Regions from separate parts of the Mus musculus genome. Here all the other regions are linked to region 1. A link is a contact called in public promoter capture Hi-C data. All regions are on one chromosome and are shown on one strand. The core of a region is the stretch at or near the end of the contact, and the rest is flanking DNA. Distances in the headings are between cores, read along the strand shown.

Evidence for each region. Promoter capture Hi-C pulls out the DNA fragments that hold promoters and counts their contacts.
Region 2: a contact with region 1 is called in a promoter capture Hi-C map of liver, with 2.8 times the contacts expected there. The contact joins the promoter of Mob3c here to the promoter of Tmem53 in region 1. A contact is called at or near these places in 2 of 39 promoter capture datasets (liver and pre-B cells).
Region 3: a promoter capture Hi-C map of pre-B cells shows a contact between it and region 1, with 4 times the contacts expected there. The contact joins the promoter of D4Ertd617e here to the promoter of Tmem53 in region 1. A contact is called at or near these places in 2 of 39 promoter capture datasets (hippocampal neurons and pre-B cells).
Region 4: a contact with region 1 is called in a promoter capture Hi-C map of liver, with 2.1 times the contacts expected there. The contact joins the promoter of Ptprf here to the promoter of Tmem53 in region 1. A contact is called at or near these places in 2 of 39 promoter capture datasets (liver and pre-B cells).

What each region holds. Positions count from the first base shown.
Region 1 is chr4:117,248,844-117,255,132 of GRCm38.p6, reverse strand. Tmem53 (transmembrane protein 53) reads right to left here and starts at 3,182. Exons shown (of 3, transcript NM_026837.3): 1 at 2,999-3,182. The coding sequence starts at 3,059. Armh1 (armadillo-like helical domain containing 1) reads left to right here and starts at 3,216. Exons shown (of 13, transcript NM_001145637.1): 1 at 3,216-3,380.
Region 2 is chr4:115,825,272-115,831,560 of GRCm38.p6, reverse strand. It overlaps Mob3c (MOB kinase activator 3C), which reads right to left and starts at 3,481. Exons shown (of 4, transcript NM_175308.5): 1 at 3,320-3,481; 2 at 1-338. The coding sequence starts at 289.
Region 3 is chr4:118,623,755-118,630,043 of GRCm38.p6, reverse strand. D4Ertd617e (DNA segment, Chr 4, ERATO Doi 617, expressed) reads right to left here and starts at 3,640. Exons shown (of 3, transcript NR_029469.1): 1 at 3,038-3,640. Ebna1bp2 (EBNA1 binding protein 2) reads right to left here. Exons shown (of 9, transcript NM_026932.4): 7 at 5,816-5,909; 8 at 4,359-4,521; 9 at 2,268-4,224. The coding sequence ends at 4,174.
Region 4 is chr4:118,288,153-118,294,441 of GRCm38.p6, reverse strand. It overlaps Ptprf (protein tyrosine phosphatase, receptor type, F), which reads left to right and starts at 3,045. Exons shown (of 33, transcript NM_011213.2): 1 at 3,045-3,262.

The DNA.
Region 1 (6,289 bases), core at 1,933-4,432:
CCTTCCATATATCCACCTTCCTTCCTTCCTTCCTTCCTTCCTTTTCTTTTGAGACAGAGTCGTGCTCAGACTAACCTTGAAACTGCAATCCTCCTGCCTCAGCTTCCTCTATGCTATGCCTTTATACCTGGCCACCTCTTGAGTTCCTTGACTCTCCACTGTGCAGAACTCTCCGCAGTCTCTCTTAGGCTCCTGCCCTCTGCAGCTCCTCCCTCCTTGGTTCTCTTCCAGTGCCTTTCCTTTGGCACTTTCTGCTGTTGGCCAGGGACCTGCCAGCCCTTGGAAGCTCTACCCCTTCAACACAGGCCCCTCACGATGGTGGGGACCCAGCACTGCTCCCTGGTGCCAGCAATAACTTCCTGGGCGTAATGATAGGGCTACATTACTTAACCCTTGCCAGTAACAGACAAAAGGAAGGCCCGCAATAAAGCCTGAACCCCCTCAAGTCGCCTGTGTGACGGCCAAATCAGAGGATGAGATTCCTGCTGTGAGATTCTCTATGAATTCTGCAGGGTCAGTGGGGTGTGGGAAGACAGTCTGCCCAGCCTGACCCACAAAGCCCAGGGCTCCAAATTACTGCAGCCCACCGCTCCACTGGCTGCTCACCTTGCTGCCAATTCAGTGCAGAGCTTGACTCTGTGGCTTTGACTTCCTATTGGGAGGGAGGCAGTTCCCAAACCGAAATATGACTGACAGTCCTACACACTTCCTCAGTAAACACTAACCACAGAGGAAGGGCAGTCTCTGCCCCCAGCCTTCCAGGAAAGTCATTCTGTGTAGCCAGGCAAACCTGTAGAGGAGCTCTCTGCAGAGGAGAAGCCAGAGGTTTCAGAGCCCACAGTGCACCTGGGGTCAGGGTTAGGGTTAGGGTTAAGGAAACATTCCATCACCTCTGGCTTAAGTCTGGAGCATGCACCATGAGAGGGAAGCAGTGGAAACAACCGTGAGCCCTGGAGGAACTTCCTCTTGGAGGAAAGGTTTGAGGAAGCAGGAACGCTGTCCCTTCGAGAGGAAGAAGGCTCACTTTCTAGATAGTATCCACATCATTGCAAAACCATCTGCTTCTACATTCCCTCCCTCCAGAAAACCACAGCTCTCTGCATGGCATCTGAACATGAAACGCTTGAGGTGCCAATAACTAGCCCAAGGCAGGGACACAGCAAAAGCTGAACTGAGCAGAAGGGATGTGAGGCTAATGTGGCTCAATAGGAAGTGCTTTCTAACAATTTCTACAACAGGCCTGGAACGTTAGCTACTGGGAAAGATTAGAGGATATTGGCAATTTCAAGCTCGTTTGGGCTACAGAGTAAGTTCAAGGCCAGTCAAGACAACTGTCATAAAAGGAAGGCTGAGCTGGTGAGTCGGCTCAGCAGGGAGAAGCACTTACTGACAAAGCACAGGACCTGAGCTAGCGCTCCAGCCCACCCAGAAGGAAAAGAGAACCAACTGCTACCAACTGTCCTCTGACCTGTGCACATACACTACGGTGTGCATGCACACACACAAATAAATAAATATGCAATCAAAGTTAATGCGGGCTGAGTATGACACAGTGGTAAAGCACTTGCCTTAGCACGCATGAGGCCCTGCGTTCAATCCCCCAGTCCTGCCTAAATAAATAAGACTGTCTCTACCCACGTGGGGAGAGAGAGAGTCCCTACCCTCCTGGCCTTGCAGAATGGAGAACCAGCCCTTTGCAGCTGATGGTTCTGCCAAGACAGAAATAGTAACTGACTTCATCTAATGCTATTGTCAAAAATTCTTCAAAAGTCCTTTCACATCTATAAGCCCAACGATCCACCTCTAGGGAGAAACAGATAGTGGCAGTCCTTCCTTCGTGCTTTAGGAGATGAGAGGCCCCTGCCCCATCCTAGATAGATTCCAAGCAAGAAACACACAGTGGGACAGGAGGGCATAGGAAGGGAGGCCTGGGGAGACTTTTTTTGTTTTTGGTTTTGGTTTTTTGGTTTTTTGAGACAGGGTTTCTCTGTGTAGTCCTGGCTGTACTGGAACTCACTCTGTAGACCATGCTGGCCTCGAACTCAGAAAACCGCCTGCTTCTGTCTCCCAAGTGCTGGGATTAAAGGTGTGCGCCACCACCACCTGGCTCTGGGGAGGCTTTTGAAGGAAGCACCCCCTAGCTAAACTTTATGATGAGCTGGACAAGTGCGGGGCAGTGGACTGGAAACACCAAAGAGCAGCATTGGCCGACCTGTACTCCAAGCCTCCTCTGCCCCAGTTTCCAAAAGGGACAACCTTCCATTCTCTGGTCCAACAACTTACACTACTTTACAAGCTACTAATCTTAGGAGGCCTCCCACACATCTTTTTTTAATGATATGGCCTTAGGAGGGTTAAACACACACACACACACACACACACACACACGTTAAGTTTAAATGCCAACTACTAAGCTTACTTCCATCAGGATTCATGCCAAGTCCTTTACACAAATAATCTCAGTTGTGCAACCAGCAATTTTTCCTCAGCTTTGCTCCAGGAAAACTAAAATTCAAAGTTGAAAGTTTGCCGAAGGTCATCCAATTACTAAAGGGATAGGATTTCAACAGAATTCCACCCGGCCTAACCGACCATTCTGTTAACCACTGCCAGGGTGAGCTGAGAAGGGCAGGACTAGGCTTGCTGAGTCCCTTGGCTTTTCTGAGGACCAGAGGCTCCCCCAGGAATCCAAACCTCTGCAAAAATGAAGGATGGGCCTAGTCACACTTGCAAATGAGGAGCGAGAATCCAAAACAAAAGAATTAGAATGAACCTTGAAGGGCCTCCAGCTACAAAGGGAAGCAGAACCTTGAGAACCTGTTGTGGAACAGAAAGACCCTCAGTCGACTGGGGGCGGGGCACGGGGGGCGGGGCTGGGAGCGCCCCGCAAGCTCTAGCCAGCCCTGCGGGACCCCCGAAGGGGGCGGGCCGAGGGAGGGCGGGCCGCAGGGTGGGCGGGGCATCGCTGTTAGGTCACCTTCCCAATCCCCCTCCATACTCTGGCTCCAGCAGGGCTGATCCGGGATCTCGATGCTGTAATCCAGCTCGGCCGAGGCCATGGTGAAGGTGCGGGTCTTCAGCACAGGCCTCCCGCCGGAACTCCCGCAGTTTCACCTCGGCGGGGCCGGGACGCCGCCGGGCCACGCCCCTCCCCGCCCACGCCCAGCGCTGTCCAATCCCCGAGCCGCACTCTGTGACCTCCCTGCCTAGCAACCAGGGAGTCGCTTCGCGCCTCGGGCGGCACCCACTAGCCCGGCCCTAGCAACCGCGCCCCGCCCCTACTGTCTTTGGGCCCCAGCAATTGGCTGACTCTCTTGATCTTGGATCAAGTATTGGTCAGTGGGGCAGCGCTCTCGGAGCGACCGCACCCTCCTGTGAAGGTAAGAGTCGGTGGGAGAGTTGAATGAAGTATTACGGGTCTGCAGAGGGCATCTCAGAACTTTGTCTTCTGGTACTTGGTAGAAAACTTGAACTTGCACCTCTAACTACATCTACCTCCATCGCCAGCAGCAGTTCCCAGGCTGGAGGCAGAAAAAACGAACAAAACAGTGTTAGGCGGCGCGTGCCAACGGGTCCTTCTAAACCTGTGGGTTGAGACTGGTTGCCTGACTGGAAAGGGGTCTTCGGGTAATAAGACATGGCCTTTCATGTGTGAGTCCAAGTAGTTTAGACGAGTACAGGAGTACAGCTTTCTTACATTTAGTAAATATTTTCTGAGCTGGGCATAATGGCGCATGCATTTAATTCCAGCTGTGAGGAGTTGAACTCTGTGAGTTTGAGACCATCCTGATCTATCTCCAGGACAGCCAGGGCTACACAGAGACACCCTGTCCAAAATAAATAAATAAACACATACATGCATACATACATAAACAGAAAAAGAAGCTATTTGGGTGATGGGAATGAGTGGGTATGGTGTGTAGGAGACAGAAACCAGGAGGAAAGTATTGAGGGCTGATGATTAATACGGTAAATAAAACCTCAAAGATGGCACTGGATTTACAAAGAAGTTGTTAGCAACCTTTGCAAGTGCCATTCCAGTGAACAAAAGAGTCAGTGGCTTGAGAGTGAGTGGGAGGTGACAGCATAGTGGTATGTCCCTGGAATCCCAGCCAGGAGTCTAAATGCTTCAAGCCATCCTCAGCTACATAACAAGTTCCAGGCTAGCCTATGCTACATGAGACTTGTCTTAAAAGAAAGAGGGGGGATGGAACACTTGCAAGGCAAGTTATTTTGTCATTCGCTGGCAACCGCTAGGAGGTACAGGCTTTTGTTCAGATGAGAGAGATCCAGCAAAGAGATAAAAGATAAAATCACAGGGGAATTGGGTATGTGAAAGCATATGGCCCCCAACCGTGGGGACTCTCACTTTACACTGCTGAGGAGTAACTGGGGAGATGGCTGAGCTAGTGTGAGGAACCAACTTAGACCCCCAGGACACACATAAAGGCTTCGGGGGCGGGGGGGGGGGGCTGGAGAGATTACTCAGTGGTTAAGAGCACTGACTGCTCTTTTGAAGGTCCTGAATTCAAATCCCAGCAACCACATGGTGGCTCACAACCATCTGTAATGAGATCTGATGCCCTCTTCTGAGGTGTCTGAAGACAGCTACAGTGCGCTTAGATATGATAAATAAATAAATCTTTTTTTAAAAAGCTGCGGGGGGGGTGTGGGGGGGCACACAGCTTTCCCAGAACCGAGGAGGCAGAATCAGGCATATCCCAGAGACTTGCTGGCCAGTCACTTTGGCCAAATCAGCAAGATCCAGATTCAGTGGAAAATCCCTCAAAAAAAAAAAAAAAAATGACAAGTGATGGTGAGATGGCTCAGTGACTAAAGGTGCTTGCTGAGCAAGCCTGGTGACCTGCACTCCCTCTGTGAAGTCACAGAAAGGAGGGAGGACAAAGCCAACTCCACACCATTAACCTTTGACCCTCGGCGCTTGTCCTGTGCCATACATATACCCTCTCTCACAAATACATCATCCACACAGTAACAACAGTGATGCTTTTTACAGATTTATTTATTTCATGTATGTGAGTACGCTGTCACTCTCTTCAGACACACCAGAAGAGGGCACCAGATCCCATTACAGATGGTTGTGAGCCACCATGTGGTTGCTGGGAGTTGAACTCAGGACCTCTGGAAGAGCAGTCAGTGCTCTTAACTGCTGAACCATCTCTCCATCCCCATAACCATAAATAATATTTTTTTAAAAGAGTAAAAAGGTGGAGAGAGATAAAGATACCCAGTGTGGTGGGGTCTGGATGTCAAACTCTCAGCTCCTCCCAGCACCATGCCTCACTGTATACCACCATGTTCCCGCCATGCTGATAATGAACTAGACCTCTGAAAGTGCAAGCCAGCCCCAATTAAATTATTTCCTTTATAAAAGTTGCCATGGTTATGGTGTCTCCTCACAGCAATAGAACATTGACTAAGACAGAAATTGGTACCAAGAGGCAGAGTCTTGCTGGGTGAGACCTGACTGTGCTGCTTATGGGTGCAGTGTGAACTTTGGGACTTTGGATTAGGAAAACAGTTGAATATTTTAAGCTACCCTTAATGGACCACACTAGTAGGAGTTTGGAAGACTGGTGCTGAGAGCAATGAAGATCATGCTGGCCAAATTCAAGAGGTTTCAGAGGAGAATATTATGTGTGGCCTAGAGATCATTCTTGTGATGTTTTGGCAGAGAATGTAGCTGCTTTCTGCCCTTGTCCGCCCCCCCCCAAAAAAAAATTGCCTAAGGCTAAACTGAAGAGTTTTGGATTAATGGCATTGGCTGAGGAGATTTCAAGGCAGCCTCGTGTCACACTATATCTATAATGAAAGGGAGCAAACTGAGCAAGAAAAATACAGAATAGGGCTGGAGAGATGGCTCAGCGGGTTAAGAGCACTGACAGCTCTTTCAGAGGTCATGAGTTCAAATCCCAGCAACCACATGGTGGCTCACAACCATCCATAATGAGATCTGATGCCCTCTTCTGGGGTGTCTGAAGACAGCTACAGCGAGCAATTGGGACTGGAGCGAGAAGAAAAAGTGTCTGAAGACTTCTACAGTGTACTTACATATAATCAATTAATAAATCTTTGAAATAAATTAGAATTTTTTTTTTTTTTTGGTTTTTCAAGACAGGGTTTCTCTGTGTAGCCCTGGCTGTCCTGGAACTCACTTTGTAGACCAGGCTGGCCTCGAACTCAGAAATCCGCCTGCCTCTGCCTCCTCAGTGCTGGGATTAAAGGCGTGAGCCACCACGCCCGGCTTAAATTAGAAATTTTTTTTAAA
Region 2 (6,289 bases), core at 2,232-4,731, 1.4 Mb after region 1:
CGTAGCGGGGCCCACCAGCCATGACTGGGCAGCTGCTCTCACTGCAGTGCTCAGCCATGGTGCCATAGATGAGGTTGATACGGTTGAAGAAGTCCACCACATGCACAGCGATCCAGTCATCGATGCTCTCCCCAGGCGGCAGCCTCACCACACTCCGAAGGTCCAGGCCGGACTTGAGTGAAGCTTGTGCCTTCTTATATAGCTCAAAGCGCTGTGTGCCAGGCTCGAAGCGCTTCCGGGGCCGGAAAGTCTTGTCCTTCGCAAACACCTGTTTCAGACACAGTGCCATGGCCAGGCGGGTGCAGCTGGATCTCTCGGCACAGGGACTTGAAGATGACCTGCCAGAGACAGGGGCAGGGGAAGTAGTGGTCAGGGCCTTAGAAAGTGGGTTTTGACTTCCCAACACATCATTTTTCTCTAAGCTGTCAGCCCGGGGACAGTTTCTTTACCTCCATGAAACTCTCATCCCCAGCAGCGTCAAATCCTTTGTGGTCTACTTTAGCCGCACACCCCACCCCTGAAGCAGCGCCACAAGCCTTTCTTTCTGCTTCCTTTCCTCCCTGCTTTCTTGAAATCTTGCAGAGGGTGTGCCCTGGGCTCCAAACCGGTGCTTACAGGACTTACTGTTGAGCTTTACAGAAGTGACAGAGGGTTTTGCAGGCCCCAGACAAGGTATCCTCTGGAAGCCCCATAGGCCATCTGTGTAGTGAGAGAGCCTGGCTGCGCTGTACTTGAGAGGGGGGTGGACTTTGAGTTCCTCTGGGATATCCCGAAGTCCATCTGGCCACCGGGGATTCCCAGGGAACAGAAGGGACTTTTCTACCAAAAATGTCTTTTCCGTTTTCTTTACACTGAAAGAGGAAAGGGCCCTCACAAGGCCAGCTGAGTGGCCTTAAGTGTGGCTGCAGGCTCTGCAGGAAGAGGAGGGTGGCAGGCCCAGAACAGTGTTACTTCCTCTGACAGACACTAGAGTTCCTTTCCTCAAAGCTAACCCCTCCTTCAATTCCCAAACAGTATGAGCCGCTGACCTTCCCCTTGCACCCAACACTCCATGGATTTTCAGCATGCCTACTATGTATGCACCTAGCACTGGGGGCTGGGGTAGAACAGCCAGACTCACCCTACCTGTCCTTCTGCATGTTTGCGTTACCTCTTAGAATAGAAGGATCCCAGACTCAGCACAGACTTCAGGGAGCATCCACCAGAGTCTCCCAAAGTCCTGGGATCTTGTCCCTGCTTCAAAACTAGCTTGCTTGCATCACCATGGATTTAGTCCATGCGAATCCTTGAACACCCTACAGGTAGGTGTCTGAGCATCTCAGGCATTTCATCTCGCGCACCAATATACATGAGCTATTGGAGGACGCAGATCCAGGCAATGGCCAAGACTGCAACAGCCACAGACTGAACACGGACCCTGAACACAGACTTATAAACTAAGCTCAAGTTCCATGCTAAATTCTGGCTTGCCCCCAGCCCTGGTTAGTCTGAGCCCTGAGCCTCACACTGAATGAGGCTTGAGACAGTGGCAGAGAAAGCTTATCCTTACCTCTGACTGCCTCTGACTCAACTTTGAAGCAAGTTTCCTTTTTCATTGATAACTGCTGGGGCAGGACTGGGGAAGAAAGGGAGGGGATAAGGCATTTCTGAGGCCTCCGCTTTCCTTTGGCCTCCCCATTACTGATTGATTGTTACAGATTCTCTCACTCTGCCTTTCAATTCCACAGCCTACCTTTCCTGACCCACCGGCCTCCAGCAGCCACCCTGGGATTCTTCTTGATCCCTAAACATGTCCTCACTGTCCTGCCTGTGTGTCTTTTGCTGGTCAGTTTCTGTTTTCTCTTTCTATCTGACCGAATGATCCCTTCTTTGGCAGCTTCCTCCAGATCCCAACCTTGTGTGTGGCTTCTCTGACTGCTTGTTCCTACCCCTCTCCGTCAGGACTTAAGTTGGTGGCTAGGCTTTAGCTTAGACTCTAGAGTCTTAGAGTTGGCTGGGGAGATGTCTCAGTGGGTAAACTTGCCTGAGTTTGATTCTTGGGACCAACATGGTGGAAGGAGAGCACTCCCACAAACTGTCTCTGACCTCCACATGTGCACTGTAATGCGCACATAAATGTGTGTGTTCCCGAGCTCATACGTGCATGCATGAGCAAGTGTGTGGACACACATAAATAAATGTAATTAAGTTTTGAAAGTAAATCTTGCCTCTCAATAAATGAAAAGTGAGGGGGAAAGAACTGATATCAGCTCTGGGCCTCCATCTCTGCATGCCCATCTTCATATACCCACAGCACCACACACACACACACACACACACACACACACACACACATACACACACACGTTGGGATAGCTGAGAGGTCAAGTGGTACGTCCCACATGAACAGATGGCGAAACTGAGGCCTAGGAGGAGGATTTGAGGAGCCTGAATTTGCACAGCAAGTTAGAAGTAGGGGACTGGTATAAAAAGGGACTCAGCCTATGACAAGGTACAAAGTGTCCCTTTCCTGCTGTCTGGCCACTGGCCTGATATAGATAATTGTGAAGGAAGGGAGTAGAGAGGCCCCACCTCCTTAGTATAGAACTTTAGGCCCCAGGACTTTTCCTAGAAAGAGTAAACTTGGAGGTGAGTACGGAAGGTAAGCTAAGAGGGCATCCCGTCTGTTAGCACTATCCTCTCCCAGCCTCACACGGAGCCTCTCTTCCTCTTCCCTGTGGACCCCCCACTTTAATTACTAGGTAGGTGGTCAGTGGTTTGCTTACTCCGTGACCAAGCATTTAATCTTCCTAGATGAAGAGCACAGGCTGACTGACACTGCCTGTTTGTCTTACCTCGTCCCCTGCCAGGGACACACCTGCTCCTTCCTTAGTCTGGCTTAGAATCAGCCAGAAGATGGTCCCAGTTTGAACTCAGAATCTAGCCTAGCACGCCCTGCGGGACAAGATCTAAGTTTGAGATTCTCAGAGAAAGAGGGAGCGACAGACGCAGCGCTGTCCAGCCAGACCCGCCCCTACCTCCCGCGAGCTCCTAAGAACCTCCCCTTAGCTTCAGCTGTTAGGGCCAAACAGGTCCTAGGACCCAGAGGAGCCAGCCTGACATTTCCGCTCCTGAAGACACGCCCCCCACCACCGCCAGCTACCGCCACCCCCACCCCGGACTTCGGACACTGAGAGCCTCGGACCCTGGGCTGAGGACTGTGGCCAGCCTGCTTTTGGGCCGGAGTCGCTTCCAGAAGGTGCCACGCGAGGACCAAGAAGAACTAAAAGTGGAAGCAAGACTGGGCCCTGGGGGGCGCGGAGACGCGGCGCTCACTCACCCGCTCCGCCTGAGTGGACAGCTCCGGGTCTCTGTCCCTGCGGCCACACCGCAACGCGCCGGTCGTCCTCCGGCCTGTGATCCCGCCGTGCGGGTCTCAGCGTCTACCCACCAGTCTGATCTGGGCCGCGGCCGCCGTCCCGCCGCCAGTGCTCGAGGAGACGCCAGCTCCGCCCCAGGCTCAGCCACGCCGCGGCCACGGGGCGGGGAGGGGCGGGGAAAGGGACTCCCCCGTCCCAGGATACTTACTCTTCTCTTTAGCCTTTCCGGGAAGTGGGAAGTCCGATCGGGCTCGCTGTCTCCCCGAGGGCAAAGGACTAACTGAGGAGCCGCCCCAAAGGACCGCCTGGATCTTCCCTAAGGAGATAGCCTCAGATTCATAGGCTGTAGAATGGGAACAAGTTTAGCTTCCGCCTGAAGCAGAAAGAAAAACCGCTGTGGTTTGAATGGTTTCCTAGCCCTCCTGCAGTTATCTGAGCTTCACTTGTCTTTGAATTCAATAAAAGTTCCTAGCAGCCAATGTGTTCAGCTTCAGTCCACTGCCATACAGAGCAACTCAAAACCCACCACTGGAGGCTGCTGCTGGTGGATGGCGCATGTCTTTAATTTCAACACTAGCGAGGTAGAGGCAGGCAAATCTTTGAGTTCCAGGCTGCTAGCCAGCCAGGCTAGCCAGGGCTAGGTGGTAAGATGGTCTCTCTCTCTCTTAAAAACAAAACAAAACAAAACAAAACAAAACAAAACAAAACAAAACACCAAAACCAAAACCAAACCAAACCAAACCAAAACAACCAAACACTTAAATGAATAGCACACGTATGGGAGCCGTGGACTGGGTCAGTCCAGACAGAAACATTCCCAAAGAATGTTCAAAGAAGACCTCGCCTTCCTTGCACCTGGTTCTGGTTCTGTAGACTCTCACACCATCCAAAGTTACCCATTTCCTATCTTCCTTTGTCTCTGTTGTTCTTTAGAATGGCTTCTCTCCCAGCCTGTTCCATCTGGCTCCAAACCTTTGCATACTTGATCTACACTACCCACTCTTCTACCTAGATTCCTCCCCTGGAAACAGGCTGCTATCCCACATCAGTGCTCAATGCATACCATGGCTTGGCCCCAGGAACCTGTCTGCAGGATCTGCCTAGGGTGAGGAGGTTGAAGACAGAGTTCTACTAGGTGAGTGCTATGGTTAACCTTCATTGTTAGCTTCACTAGCTTCGGAACTACCAAGGAGTCGCCTCTCTGGGAGTGTGTATTCCCAAGGGGTTGTTTAACTGAGGAGGACTGGCTCTCCTTGAATGTGTCTCCTGCCATCCTGAACTAAACTAACAGAAAGGTGGGTGAGGGTGGGGGAGCCAATAGAGCACAGGTGTCCATCCACCTCCATTTCTTCACCACTGTTCCAGACTCTTGCTGTCACAGCTTAGAGCCTGTCTTGACATACTTTCCCTACCATGGTGGACTGCACTCTCAAACTGTGAGCCAAAACAAAAAGCTTTTCCTTAGTATTTTGTTACAGCATAAAAAGTAAGTACCACAGAAGGCCAAGGCAGGCAGCTGGGCTGCCGAAGACATCCCGGAGGACATGAAAGCGAGAAGGAGTGACTGCGGAGACATTGGAGCCTGAGGCTTTATACTGAGACACAACTGCTCCATTGGATTCCCTGGCTCTGGGTCTGCTTTCTCAACCACATGAGAACACACTTAGATCCTTAAGAATTTTAGGTTAGGGGTTGGATAGATGGCTCAGCCGTTAAGAGCACTGACTGCTCTTCCAGAGGTCCTGAGTTCAATTCCCAGCAACCACATGGTGGCTCAAAACCATCTGACACCCTTTTCTGGTGTGTTTGGAAAGAGCAATGGTGTACTCATATACATAAAGTAAATAAATCCTCTTTAAAAAAGAATTTTAGGTTAGAACTGAGGACTCATCTTTGACTAGGGGCTTCTCTCTATCTTCCTCTCTTTCTCTCTTCCTTTCTTTTAAATTTATTTATGTATGAGTGCTCTGTTGCATGTACACATACATGCAAGCCAGAAGAGGGCATCAGATCCCTTTATAGATGGTTGTGAGCCACCATGTGGGTACTGGGAATTGAACTCAGGACCTGTGGAAGAACAGTCAGTGCCCTTAACCACTAAGCCCTCTCTCCAGCCCCGTAAGGACTTATTTCTTCTCCAGCATAAAATTTCTTATAAACTTTTACATGTTGATGGAATTCACATTTGACATACTGTCAATTTGATATAATTATCAGAGCATTTTTGTTGAGTGTGACAGTGTGCTGAGATTAAGATGATGAATCAGTCACTGATTTCAGGTGCTGACAGATCAGCAGCTGCAACACAACATATGCAGGTAACCATGTCAGAGCTTAGTCGTTCAGAGATAGAAGTGGGGTACATAATGCACTGATGGTCCAATGCTAGGCAAGGGTGGGGATATTCACAGGCAACCCAGAGCACCCTGTTTTGAGGAGACTTTAACAGTGGCACTGCATATAGATGTAACTAGTTGTAGGGAAGCCATGTACAGACTATACCACCAATGAGATAGCAAGGACTGCAGATAGCTGTCAGCAACCCTAAGCTGAGGTACACTGGGAATAGGAGATATGAGAAGGCTATAGCTAGCTCTGTGGCCTAAGGTGGAGACCATACCCAGATCATAGCAGTCAAGAGAAAAACTACTGGTCAATAAGGGTCTCATTTCCCTCTCTTCTCTGGCCAAGTTCCCCGTAGCTAAGTCCCATTAAGAGCCAAGGACAAGGGAACCTGTTGCCACAGCCCAGAGATCAGCCCCCTAGATGCGGAGCTGGGAGGACAGTGTTGGGTAAGGGATGATGTCACAGAGGAAATGACTTAGAAACTGCTCAAGCTCCTCTTATCATTTTGTGCTAAATATTTTACAAATGCCATTTGTAATTGCTTCTCCCTAACTCTTGGATGATTTAGAAGTGAGACTTTAGTT
Region 3 (6,289 bases), core at 2,391-4,890, 1.4 Mb before region 1:
GCCTAAGAAGTAGAGTTGAGGCGCAGAAGTGAATCTTTATGATATAAAAAATAAATTATGTGTATTCTGACTGCATGTATAAATGTGCACCATGAGTACGCCTGGTACCTGCAGAGGCCAAAAGCAAGCATCAGATCCCTGGAAATAAAGCTCTTCGCCATGTGGGTGCTGGGAATCCTCTGGAAGAGCAGCCAGAGCTATTAACTGCTGAACTCTCTCCAGCCCACTAAGGTTAACTCTGAAAGTGATCGTTGTGTTCCCACAGGACGGTTCCTTTTCAAAGAGTCAACATATTTCTGTTTTCATCTTTCCCCAAATCATCCAAAGTATAGCTGTCATTAATGGTTGACAATGCAGAAGAAAATTTGTAAAATCAGTGTGCACTTAGTAGGCTGTAATGTAAAACAGCACACTATGATTCCAATGTTCACCTGTCTTACCACATCACTGTGACATTGAGTAAGCTTTTTTGTGTTTGGACGGAACCCAGGACCTAGTATGCAGTAAGTAGGTGCTCTACCATGAAGCATCGTTTTTTCAACATTACACTTTGTATTGTGCACCTGTGTGCCCATAAATGTGAAAGTTAGAGGTCAACTTGGAAGAGTAAGTTCTGCCCTTCCACCATGTGGATCCCTGGGATTGAACTCAAAAGACATTAGGTTTGGCAGCAAGCACCTTTAACCACTGAGTCATCTAACTGGCCCGTTTCTTTCCTCTGCCACGGCAAGTTGCCTTTCTATAGCCCATGTCTAGATTCTCACCCAACATCTTAACCATTTGTGTTTTCCACGTCATGAAGTCTCTGAAGGTTTCATTGAAGTCTGTTGCTAATGTCACTTCTTTGGGAACATCCCTGTGTTCACGTGACTAAGTTTTCCTTTACCGAGTATGAGTGTATGTCCCGTGTCTAGAACATCTAGTAATGACACCCCAATGTCAGCTATTTCCATAGTAACACCACTGCTTGCTTGTCCTAGCATTTCATTTCTGTGCACACATTTGTATTTGCCAGTCACTTCTCATAATGACTTAAATTATATGTGGGTTTATGCCTGGGGACAAGAAGGCAAGAGAACTACACTGTGCTATCCATGAGTTTTTTAAAAATGAGTGACAGGCACAATGACAGCCATGCATGGACTCTGAAAAGTCCATGCACGCAGCCTTAAGAACAACCTCACTTTCAAAGTAAGACAACATTTTTACCTCAAGCAATACAGATACTACTTGTGCATACTGGTCAATTCATTTTCAGGGACGGAATAATAAGACGACATGATAGAAGTCCTACAAAAGAAACAATGGATTCTGCTCGTATGCCTTTGCTCCAGGAAAACGGGCGAAAGACACTTCTAAGTCTTGTATAAAAGGGTGTGGTATTCATAACTCAGCATGGCAAGCTGTTTTCCTAATCTCAATATGTTCCACACAGAACTCAAAGCTTCTACTTCTGCAGCTCCCACTGGGCTGATGAGGTTACACTACACCCCAGAGTGCTGTCAACTGTTAATATCAGGTCTTCTGAAAACACAACAGTGCCACCAGAACTTAGCCGAAATGAGATCAAAACTATTTGCTTCTAGAAATTCACTAGCATATAAAACCACAACTGTCTCATGTGTGCACCCGCATGCCATAAGAAAACATGAAAATCTTCTTAGTAATACATGTGGTTCTTATTTTCAACTTTCTTAAAAACAAAGCATGATTTCAGGAGCAAAGAGGAGAGCAGAGACAAGCTGGTTACTACCCCATTTAGCAGCAGGACCCAGAGGGGCCACACAGCACACCTGCAGTCTCTCATAAGCACCTCAGCATCTCCAACCCAACCAGCAAGGCTCAGCAGACATTACGGAAAGCTGCCCCTGTATCCAGACCCCATCTGCCCCCCAGGGGCTCACATGCTGAAGGTACACAATCCTTTAAGTGATGAGATGAGGGGGTCCTTTAAGAGATGAGTCCTAGGGGCAGGTATTAGGTCCCAGGAGCATTGACATTGGTGGAGTTGGTACCTGTGTCACAAATTTTGTTCCTACAAAAGCAAGTTAAACAAGGCTGGCCCCACAACCTCTGCTTGCTGTAAGACCTACCATCATCATGCCACCGCTGCTCTCGTCTGAAGGCACTACCATTCTGGACCTAAACTGACCAAAGCTGAGGTAAATAACCCTTCTTTATGAAGTACTTCAACTCAGGTATTTTGATAGAGCAACAAAGTAGTGTTTTAGGGTTTGCATTGCTGTGAACAGACATCATGACCAACCTCTTATAAGCACAACATTTATTTCATTGGGGCTGGATGACAGGTTCAGAGATTCAGTCCTTTATCATCAAGGTGGAGCATGAGAGTCCAGGCAAGCATTGCACCGCTGAGAGTTCTACATCTTCATCTGAAGGCTGCTAGAAGACTGGCTCCCATCTGGTTAGGAGGAGGGTCTCATTGCCCACCCCCAGTGACACACTTCCTCCAACAAGGCCACACCTAATAGTGCCACTCCCAGGGCCAAGAATATGCAAACCATCACAGGTATATTACTACAAAACCCCAGCAGAATAAATCCCAAATGAGGGACTGCTTAAGGATATAGAATATAGGGTTATACCTTAATTGTGAAGTGGGCAGTGTTTAACGTGAGAAAGGGAGACAGGGTAGAGAGAGCCATAAAAACTGAGTGTCTACAGCACAGAGGCAGGTCTGCCTAATACACAGCCATCTGCCCTTTTAGAAGCAGGAAGCTCTGGGCACCGGCAGTGAGAACGAGATACAAACGCCCATTACCTTGACTGATCACCATCAACACTGTACACATATACACTATAGCCATTAACACTAAAGTGCTGCATCTGAATGGGGATGCCAGCAAGCCTACAATCCCAGCACTAGGAGGCAGAGGGAGGGGGAGCAGTTTGAGGCCAGCTTGGGCTACAGTTTGAGAATGTCTCAAAACAAAATGTAATTTGGAGCCAAATGTCCAAGGAAGAAAACAGTTCAAACAGGATGAAGGGAACAGAAGAAAATATTCTCAAAACTTACCATTCCCATCCAGGAAACATCAGGACACTGTAACTGTGGGAAAGCACAAGTTCCTGAGATGATAAAATGGCAGAGAGGGGTTACTAGGCAGATAAAAGCCTGAATCTGTCACATAAAGTGGCACACAGCTTTAATCCCAACACTCCGGAGGCAGAGGCAGGGGCAGGCAATGTCTGTTGTGTTTGAGGACACCCGGTCTACAAAGTGAGTTCCAGGACAGCCAGGGCTAAACCAAGAAACCCTGTCTTGAAAAACAATATATTTTTTAAAACCTGAATCTTTCTAAATAGCCTAATCAAAGAATAAATACCAGCCCAGAAAGCAGAGCACCATACATAGGCTTCCACTGTCAGAAAAGCTTAGGAGGGAAGGACGGGAATGAGAAGCCCCACGGTCCTCATGGCCAAGGGAGGCAGCAGGACCCTGCCTGTAGCCCTCGCATCTTAAGCCACAATTCATACCAGTCAAATTAAAGTCGCTTTCAGAATAGGAGGTGGAAATTTTTCCTGTTTCCTTTCTTTAAAAGATCTTAAAAATGGAACACAACAAAAGGCATAAAATAAGAAAGGAAAATACCAGGCACAGGAAGTAAGGGACCAATCTAGATGGCCTAAAACAGAGACCATGTAACAGTTTATGGCAGACCCGGGCTCTCACAGGAACCTGCCACAGCCAGTCCTCCCGGGGGACTAATGTAAAAGGGCATCTGGGAGACGAAGAAACGGTAAGGTGGAGGCCCGCCCTGCAGCTACCAAAAGAGAGGCATGGCCAACAAACACTAAGATTCTTTTGGTTTGGATTTTGGGTTTGTTTTTTCCAAGAAAGGGCATCTCTCTGTGGCCCTGGCTGTCCCAAACTCCCTCTGTAGACCAAGCTGGCCTTGAACTCAACAGAGATCTCCTGCCTCTGCCTCCCAAGTGCTGGGATTACAGGTGTGCACCACAACAGCCCAACAGCAGCAATACTCTTTAATGTGCAAACTTCTCCATCTTTTAAAAAGTATCTGGTTTTAACCCAAGAGTATCTTTCTTCCATAAGTTTAATTTATTAAAATAATTTTCTACAAAAAGCAGGACAAACACTGAGTGTGCTGTACACCCCCCTTCTCCTGGGTTCTTTATAGAAGATGATGCTACTCAGCGGGCTTTACTCTTCAGTTTCTGTCTTGCTCGTTTTCCGGGTCTCTTCTGCACAAACAAAACAAAAACCATATGTTGTCACACACAGCACTTGGCCTTCTGTGCCAGGGTGAGGAGTCAAGGGGAGTAGAAAGGGGGTTGAGAAGATACTAATCAGGCCCCAACTTGGACCCCTCACTTACATTTGCCCCTTTCTTCCCAGGCCTCCTGGAGCCCTTGCCGTGAGCCACCTTGGCTCGGAAGCTGGAGACATCGTCGTAGCTCTCTTTCGTGTTCCATTTGGAGCCTTTCTTCTTTCCACCAAAACCAAACTTCTGATTTTTGTATCTTCGTTTGGCATTAGGCCTGAAAAAGGTGGCCCCACAGACAGTACACTGTAAACCCCATGAGCCTTATAGCTGGGTGACAGCCACAGGTTCATCTCTGCAGTCCTTAAGGCTCTCCTTGGCTTATATTTTTACTCTACAAACCACCCAGGCAAACTCATCTGTTCACGACATATGAGAAGGAAAACAAACAAAGAAAAGGAAGAAAGGATCTATAAACACCACCAGCTCCCTGCTTCCACTGGCATCCATTGTAATGCAATCAGCTAGTTTAGCCCTAAGTGTCTCTATTCCTCTCATGGACAAAACCACAGTTAGCATTCAAATGTAACAAGTTTCAGAAACTTCTCAAATTCTGTCTAGCCAAACCATGTCACCTCCCCTCTTAGACTGGCTCCAGTTCCTTAGAAATGCCAACTTGTAATTGGTGCCTCCTGCCATTGGCCCAGCACAGGCCTCGCATGCCCTGCGCGTTGCATCGTAATCACCCTCACCTGGTTTTCCAGCGCATGGCACTTGTGATGCATCACCCTTGCTCACCGGGGCTGCTGTGCAAGTGGAGACAGACTAGACCTCCACTTCCCTACCTACCTTTTCTTTACACATACAACTCTGTTACCTTCTCAAAACCGGAACATGACCTGCCCATAACTGAGTCAAACCACTGTTGTCTCCCTAATGCCAACAGGATGAAGGTTCTCTAAGTCCTGGCCTCACACCTCTGTGTCTCTGCTCATCCAAGGTCTTCCTTCTCTAAAGGCTTCTCTCCCACTTCCCTGCCCAGATGTCCATGTCCTTCACGCTAGGCTCAGGTGGGATGGCTCACCACAATGCCATCCCCAGACTGTGCCAGGGCTTTAAGTGTGCCTCCCTTAGGTCTGTGTCCACCTATGCAGAGAGAGTTCTGAAAAGAGGAGCGGTGAGCTGCCAGCTCCATCTGTCTCCACGGCACTGAGGCACAGAGCACTGCCTCACAGTGAATGAAGCAGTCACAAGGGAGGTGCTCAAAGCCTCCATCCGAGTGGTGGCTGGAACTACCTCTGACTTCTCTGGCTGACTCCCCACCATCACTCTGGGGGTCATGGAGTAGAACAGTCATTTGACACTCACCTCAAATGATCCAAGTACCAATTTCCACCTTCAAACACTGCTATAGCCAGGGACCCAACCCCACAGTATCAAAGTCTCTGACCCTTGAGCAGCAGTAGCCGATACTAGAGGCCTGCTCTGGGAAGTTCCCTCGCCGGACTGACTGTTGGCCATCACAAGACTGGCGCATCAGAAGACAAATCCAAACCGAGACCCTTACTTACCCTTTACTCATCTGCTGGCCTTTACCTCCTGCCTTTGCACTGCGTTCCACAGGCTTCTGGTCACCCTCCAGGAAATCCAGCTTATCAGAGAAGCCTGTGCAGGGAAGAGCATTCACATCAGCACCACTGTATGTCTAGGAGCATACAGGACATGGCTGCTATTCCCTAACTGCATCTTAAGAAGCACATCTTGTGCCGGGCAGTGATGGTGCACGCCTTTAATCCCAGCACTTGGGAGGCAGAGGCAGGCGGATTTCTGAGTTCGAGGCCAGCCTGGTCTACAGAGTGAGTTCCAGAACAGCCAGGACTACACAGAGAAACCCTGTCTCAGAAAAACAAAACAAACAAACAAACAAACAAACACAAAACAAAACAAAAAAAAAAACGACAAAAAAAAAGAAGCATGTCTTGTTCCCGCACTATTTTCCAAGCATAAGCCCAGTAGATTCAAACCAAGGTAACTGGAAGCACTAG
Region 4 (6,289 bases), core at 1,796-4,295, 1.0 Mb before region 1:
AGGACCACCAAATAAACCTCACATTACTGACATTCAGGGTGGTGAGCAGAAAAGACAGGTGGGCTTCTCTATTCATAAATGCCAAGACCACCGAAGATTGCAGGGTGACTGCCTAAGCCCTGGTGAGGGAAACTTTCTTGACCTGGTCATTCACATCTGGTGGCTCCTTGTGAACAGAAGGGAAAAATATCTTCACTGTTTTTTTAAATTAATTAATTAAATGTATATGAGTACCTTGTAGCTATCTTCAGACACACCAGAAGAGGGCATCGGATTCCATTATAGTTGGTTGTGAGCCACCATGTGGTTGCTGGGAATTGAACTCAGGACCCCTGAAAGAGCAGTCAGTGCTCTTAACCGCTGAGCCCTCTCTCCAGCCCTTCACTGTTTTAATAAATACATTCCAGTCACCTGCTGAGTGTTGGCGCCCTTGTTGGCCACTGGAACAAGGCAGTGGATGAAGCAGACACATCCCTCCTGTCCTTAGAGTCTTAGATGAGGGAAACACAAAGATGTAGATGTGGTGACAACTCAAGGGGACGTAACTCACGAACCCAGCCCAAGTGTGGCTTTCTGGAAGAAGCCAATGTCCCTCAGCAAGTATGAACTCTCTCCAGGTTCAGTAAGTTGAAGGGTGAGTTATCATATAACTATGTACAAGAACATTTAAAAATTGAGTTTGGCTTTGGTTGGGCTAATGTGGAGGTCAGAATTAACCAGTCTCTCCTCATCCCATCTGTGTCTCTGTCTCCTTCACGAAGTTTGCAGGACTGACGACCAATTGGGCAGGAGATCTATATTTCTGGTCCAGTGACTGAGTTTCTTGCCTGAGATGAATGGGGATAGACCTGAGACAGGAATTCTATTTATCTGAGGGACAGCTGAGACATAGCATAGAGAAGGGGCTTAGTCCAAGGAGCTGGAGCTCACACGGGGGCCAAGGGGTGGAAAGAGGCAGGAGAAGGAAAGACCTAGTATTGAGCCGTGGAAATGAAGAGACGACGCGGCCAAGTAATTGGAGAACCCGTGGTCATGGAGGGCAGGCTAGGCCGGTAAAGCCAGGGGAAAGAGCTGTTTCCAGAAGTCAGCGAAAAGGAGGTCGAAAATTATATGTTTTTAAACTGGGGAACTAAACAGTCAGAGTTCTGAAAAACAGACAAAATATATTTAAAGATGGATAAAAAAAAATTGCAGCAGCTCTCCCACAGCACAACAAAATTACCCGTGGGTGAAAAACCACTGCCTTAGGAGTATTCATTTTGATCTATTTGTCATCTGGGCCGAAGTGCCCAGATTCTCGGAAGCCAGGCCTATTGCCTTATCGTACACCAGGGGGCGCACGCGTACTGCTTGTGAATGCAGCTCCAAGACAAAAGCTGCCCTGTGATTTAGGTGTTCCCCTGAACTTGATCCTCAACCCAGATCCCTAAACCTAGCAGGTAACCATTGAGAACCCAGGAGCCTCAATAGTCCCCAGATCTTGTTTTTATTTCTCATCTGATTTTAAATTCTCAGAAAAATCGGAGAGATGCTATGCAGAGACCAGAGCCTTCACAAAGGATCTCACCTGATCCAGGCTGTAGAGGCCAGAAGGGTCTCACCTCTTGTCTTAATGGTGAAGCCTCGTGGTGTGGGATTGGGAACAGAAAATGGCTGGCGTGACCTTGATGACTTTCTAAGTGATAGTTTCACGTGAGGAGCCTGAAGGCTTTGATGCCAAGGCTGGCTCTTGTTTGGAGATCACCAAGTCCCTATAATCACAGCTTGGAATATAAATCTTCAAGCAGGTTATTGGTTTAGTCCCTAGCACTGCACACACTGGACACGGTGGCACGTGCATTTGAATTTGACATGAGGTCAGTGAAGTTCAAATGCAAGTGGATGGTTTCAGGGTGGTGTGGCTGTGGACAAGGAGTCTGGAATTCAATGCTAAGGCGTATACTGAACAGATCTTGAGACCGGGGATCATTCATATCTGCTAGAATTAGTGTAGATGTTGGGATATTGGTTAGCCTCTGGGTGGGGTTGACCTCAGATCAGAGCACAGGGGAAGAGCGGTGTAGAGATAAAGGTCCGTGTGGAGTTTCTGTAAAGCCAGTCCCATCTCAGGTTGCACAATTATTAGAGTTGGATCAGATTATTATACTAAAAGATCACCAAGATGGGAGAGGTATTGAGATCAGTGTCTGTATTAGGGTGTGTTCCCCAACTCCTCTGGTGACCCAGTTCCAATTTTTCTATTGGAATTGAGAGTTTCAGCGTTGGAGTGTTCAGCAATCAAGAGCAGAGGACTTGGGTCTGGTTCCCGGCACCCACACTGGGTTCCTCACACCCTCCTGTAACACCACACGGTGAATATGCATATACAAGCACACACACACACTGGCGTACACACACAAATACATATATAAATAAAAATCTTCTTTAAAAATCAAGAATCCCAGCAGGGAAATGTTCTTGTCTGGGATAGAAATAAAGCAGAGACTAGAACACATGAAAGCACTGGGCTCCGGTGTGAGGCAGCTGCCTTAGCATAGTATTTTCTTCTGTATAAGGGTCTCAATATCTATACCGGACTCCATTCAGACCAAGGGTTGGGGCTGCTATCAATATCAAACTTAGGCCAGGTAGAAGAAATGAAGCCATTTAGTGTTCGAATCTGTAATTGGAGTCCATACACTATAGGCGTTCAGTTAAAAAAAAAATTACTACTTTTTCTGATTGCTAGGCAAATTTTAGGGTCTGGACTCAACATTAGGTTTAAAGGTGGTTCTGGGTTGGATTGGCGGCAGGGGACCCTAGAGAAGTATTACGTACATGTGAGGATTTGGGAGGGTCTGGACTTTTGTGTCTAAGTTTGGTTCTATCCACGCTCGTTCCTGAGGTTTAAGCTCAATTTTGATGTTCCAGGCGGTTTAGACTTGGGGTTGGTCTGCAGCCTCGTTGGGCCTACAGCTCCACTCCTCTACAAGCGAGAGTGCACGAGGGGAGGGGCGGCGCCGGGGACGCGCACGGCAGGGGCAGGGACGCGGGCGCGGGCGGGCGGGCGCGCGCGGCTGGAGCTGGCGCGGGAGCGGTGGCGGCGGCGGCGGCAGAGGCGGCGGCTCCGGCTCCAGCTCCGGCTCCGGCTCCGGCTCCTGCTCGGGCGGCGGTGGAGGTGGCGGTGGCGGGAGCGGGCGACGGCGGCGGCAGCGGCGGACTGAGAACGGCGGCCTCAGCGGCTCGAGGGGGGACATGCAGACCGACGGCCCCCGGAGAGGCGGTGAGTGACCCCCCGAGCCCCCTTCGGGCCCCTCGATGCGCGGCCCTTCCGCGCCATCCCCACCCTGCCCCCGCGTCCGTGGAGCTGAGCCGGGGGCGGGCCCGGGGGCGCCCGGAGGCCGGGCCGCGCCCCCACCTGCCGCGCCCGCGATCTCGTCCGAGCCCCCGCCGCACCTGAGCCGCAGCCCGCACCCCCCGTGCAAAGTTTCCCCGCGCCGGTGGGCGCCCGGTTCCCCATCCGCCGCGGTCGCGCTCCGGGGGCGGCCTTCAGCCTCCCCCGCCGGCCCCGGGCGGGTCCAGGCCGCCTCCCCCGTCCCACGGCGCCCCCTCCCCGCCGGCGGAAGAGCCGCAGCCGACGCCGGGTCTCGCGGGCAACCGGGCGCACGTGCGGCCCCGGGACGAGCGGGGCGTGAGTTGCGAGCCCCCCTTCCCTGGTCTCCGTACGGAGCGCGGCCCGGGGAGGGGCCGGCCGGGCGGTCCCAACCCCCACCTCGAGCGGCGCCCTCGAGGCCCCAGAGCGGCTCGTCCCGGGAGGACGGGTGCGCTCGGACCCGCTCCGAAAGTTCACTCAGTCGCCTCCCGGCGTCCCGCCCCGTCCCGTCCCGTTCGGGTGTGCCTGGTCCCCAGTCTCTGCGCCCGGGTTTTCGTCTCGGCGCCTTTCTCGGTTTCCCTAGGTGTCTCCGGCTCCCTGTGTCGCTCACTGCCTCCCGATCTTCCTCCCTGCGGTCTCAGCTTGTCCAGCCGTGGGTTTCTCTCCCTTTCCAGTCTCTGTTTCTCTCCCCGAGTATCGGGTTCTTTCTCCCTGGTCTTCCTGTCCTCTTTCCCCAGGTCTCCGTGTTCCCTTTCTTCAGGTCTCCCTGTTCCCTCTCCCAGGTTTCCATGTTCCCTCTCCCCGAGTCTCCGTGTTCCTTCTCCCCGGGTCTCCCTGTTCCCTCTCCCCGGGCCTCTGTGCCTCCATGTCTCTGTAGCTCCCTCCTTAGGTGTCTCTCTGCTTGGTGTCTCTGAATCCCCCTCTGTCAGGCCCCCTCCCCCACGTCTCCGGAATGCGGCCCCTCTGGTTCTTCTTACCCCGGGAGGGGGAGGGGCTAGCCCTTCTCCCCATTTCTCCCCCTCCCTCTGCAGGGCCCCTGAGTTGGAGCAGGTGGGGTGGGAGCTCTACCTGCCAGTAGCTGTGGAATGGGAGGGAGGACCACCCTGAGAGCAGCCAGGGCCGGCCTGGGGATGCTGGATAACCAAGGGCTGTTGTTGAGGAAGACTCCACTTGTGCTGCTGAAGGGCCCAGGGTGGCATCCTGAGTGACCCGGTGCTGGCTCTGGCCTGGGAATACGGGGAAGTATTTTCTGGTTGGTAGGCCTGGGGAAGGAAGGACAGTCAGTGGTAGTTCCTGGATGAAGGGCCCAGTCTGGGATCCTCTGGGAGGTACCAGGAACCTGATAGGATCCAGGGGAGAGGTCTGACAGGAAATCGGGGGCCGGGCAGGGGGGGGGTATTCTGTTTTGGCTCCGTTTTAACTCTTGCTTCAGGGAGCGTGAAAATCCCTGTTTTTACAGATTATGTGGATATGCCTAGGGCTCCAACGACTCTTTAAGAACAAGCCTTCACTCTCAGCTAGGGCTCAGGCCACATACCCCATAGGCCCCACCTTCCCACCTGCCTTCTGGGTCTCAGCTCACCCTCCATTCTGCCAGTGCACTTCACAGTCCCTGGAAGGAGGAGCCCTCCTGCAGAAACCCGCTGTGCTTGCACACAGGGCACACCTGTCTGTGCGTGCGCCCTGCACACTCAGCCTCAGGCCTTGCTGCACACATGCTTTCTTGCACTTTCTAATACAGTTCCTTCATGGTTTTGTTTCCCTTGAGTCACCATGGTCCTCTTCCCTTCCTCTAATGGGGACAGTTTTAATAGGATCCTTCTCTTCTCGCAGCCGCATCCCCTTCCCTCTGTCCAGGCCCATGTGTTTAGGGCTATGGGAAGAGGACTTTAGTTCTGGGTGCCAGAGAAGCAGTTTGCTGGGGGTGGGGTGAGGTGAACTGCAGCAAGGCTAGGCTGGCTGGAAACCTTGCCTTGTGAGTTGTATTGATGTGTAGCAAGATACTGTTCCCGGTGCTTTGTGCTGTCTCTATACTTCTTCCCAGTCACCTGTACTAGAGTCAGTTTGAGGACCTCAGTGGGAGGAGGTAGCCCCCAGCCTGAACAACCTCTGCGCTCCAGCGTGACAGGGCAAGATCTCTTTGCGGGTCTTAGGTTCAGTCCCCTGTAGAAAGATAATCGAGACTAGGGTGGGCCTCAGGGCTGCTATGAGAAGCCGAGAGAACTGTGCAGCTGTGGGAGTGAGCAGGCACTTCGTGGGGAAGGAAAAGAGAGTCAGTAACCTGTTATTGATTGCTGTCTGTGTGCCAGGCACAGGCCTAGGCACTTTGGGCCTGGCAGTCTTGCTTCCTGTGGGACTAGCAGCTGTGTAGAAAGGGAAGCCTCTCTTAGCAGCTGCTGAGGTGGGTGACAAAATCAACTGTCACTCCAAGCCCAAGCGAGAGGATTGGAGCAGTTCCTGTGTGACAGGGCAGAGTTGCAGGTTCAGTGTGAGACGAGTCTCAGAGACTACGGATGGGCTCTCTGAAGTGGGCTTTGACAGATCAGTAGGAGTTTGCCAGCTGAAAAAGAGAAAGGATGCTTTGGATGGAGGGAAGGGAATTAATATCAGCAGCATTGAAAATAATGCAGTGGCAGGCCTTACCTTGCAGGCTGGAGGCCCTGGATTCAGTTCCCGGCACTGCACAATTAATTAATTAGTTAATTAAAAAGTTTAGATGGTATGAGTAAAGATGGAGAGATGTTATCTTTTGTGGTGTGTTCGGAGACATAGCAGCTCACGGAACCTTGGATGTTCTGTGAGGTACTTGTACAAGACTTCTGAAACCCCAGAGGGGAGAGGCTAGGAACTTAAGGCTTGGGTGGAGACCGTGGGTCATGCTACAGCCGATTTCTTTCCTAGAAGATGGTTCTGGGCTATGGAAAGTTCTGGGTGGAG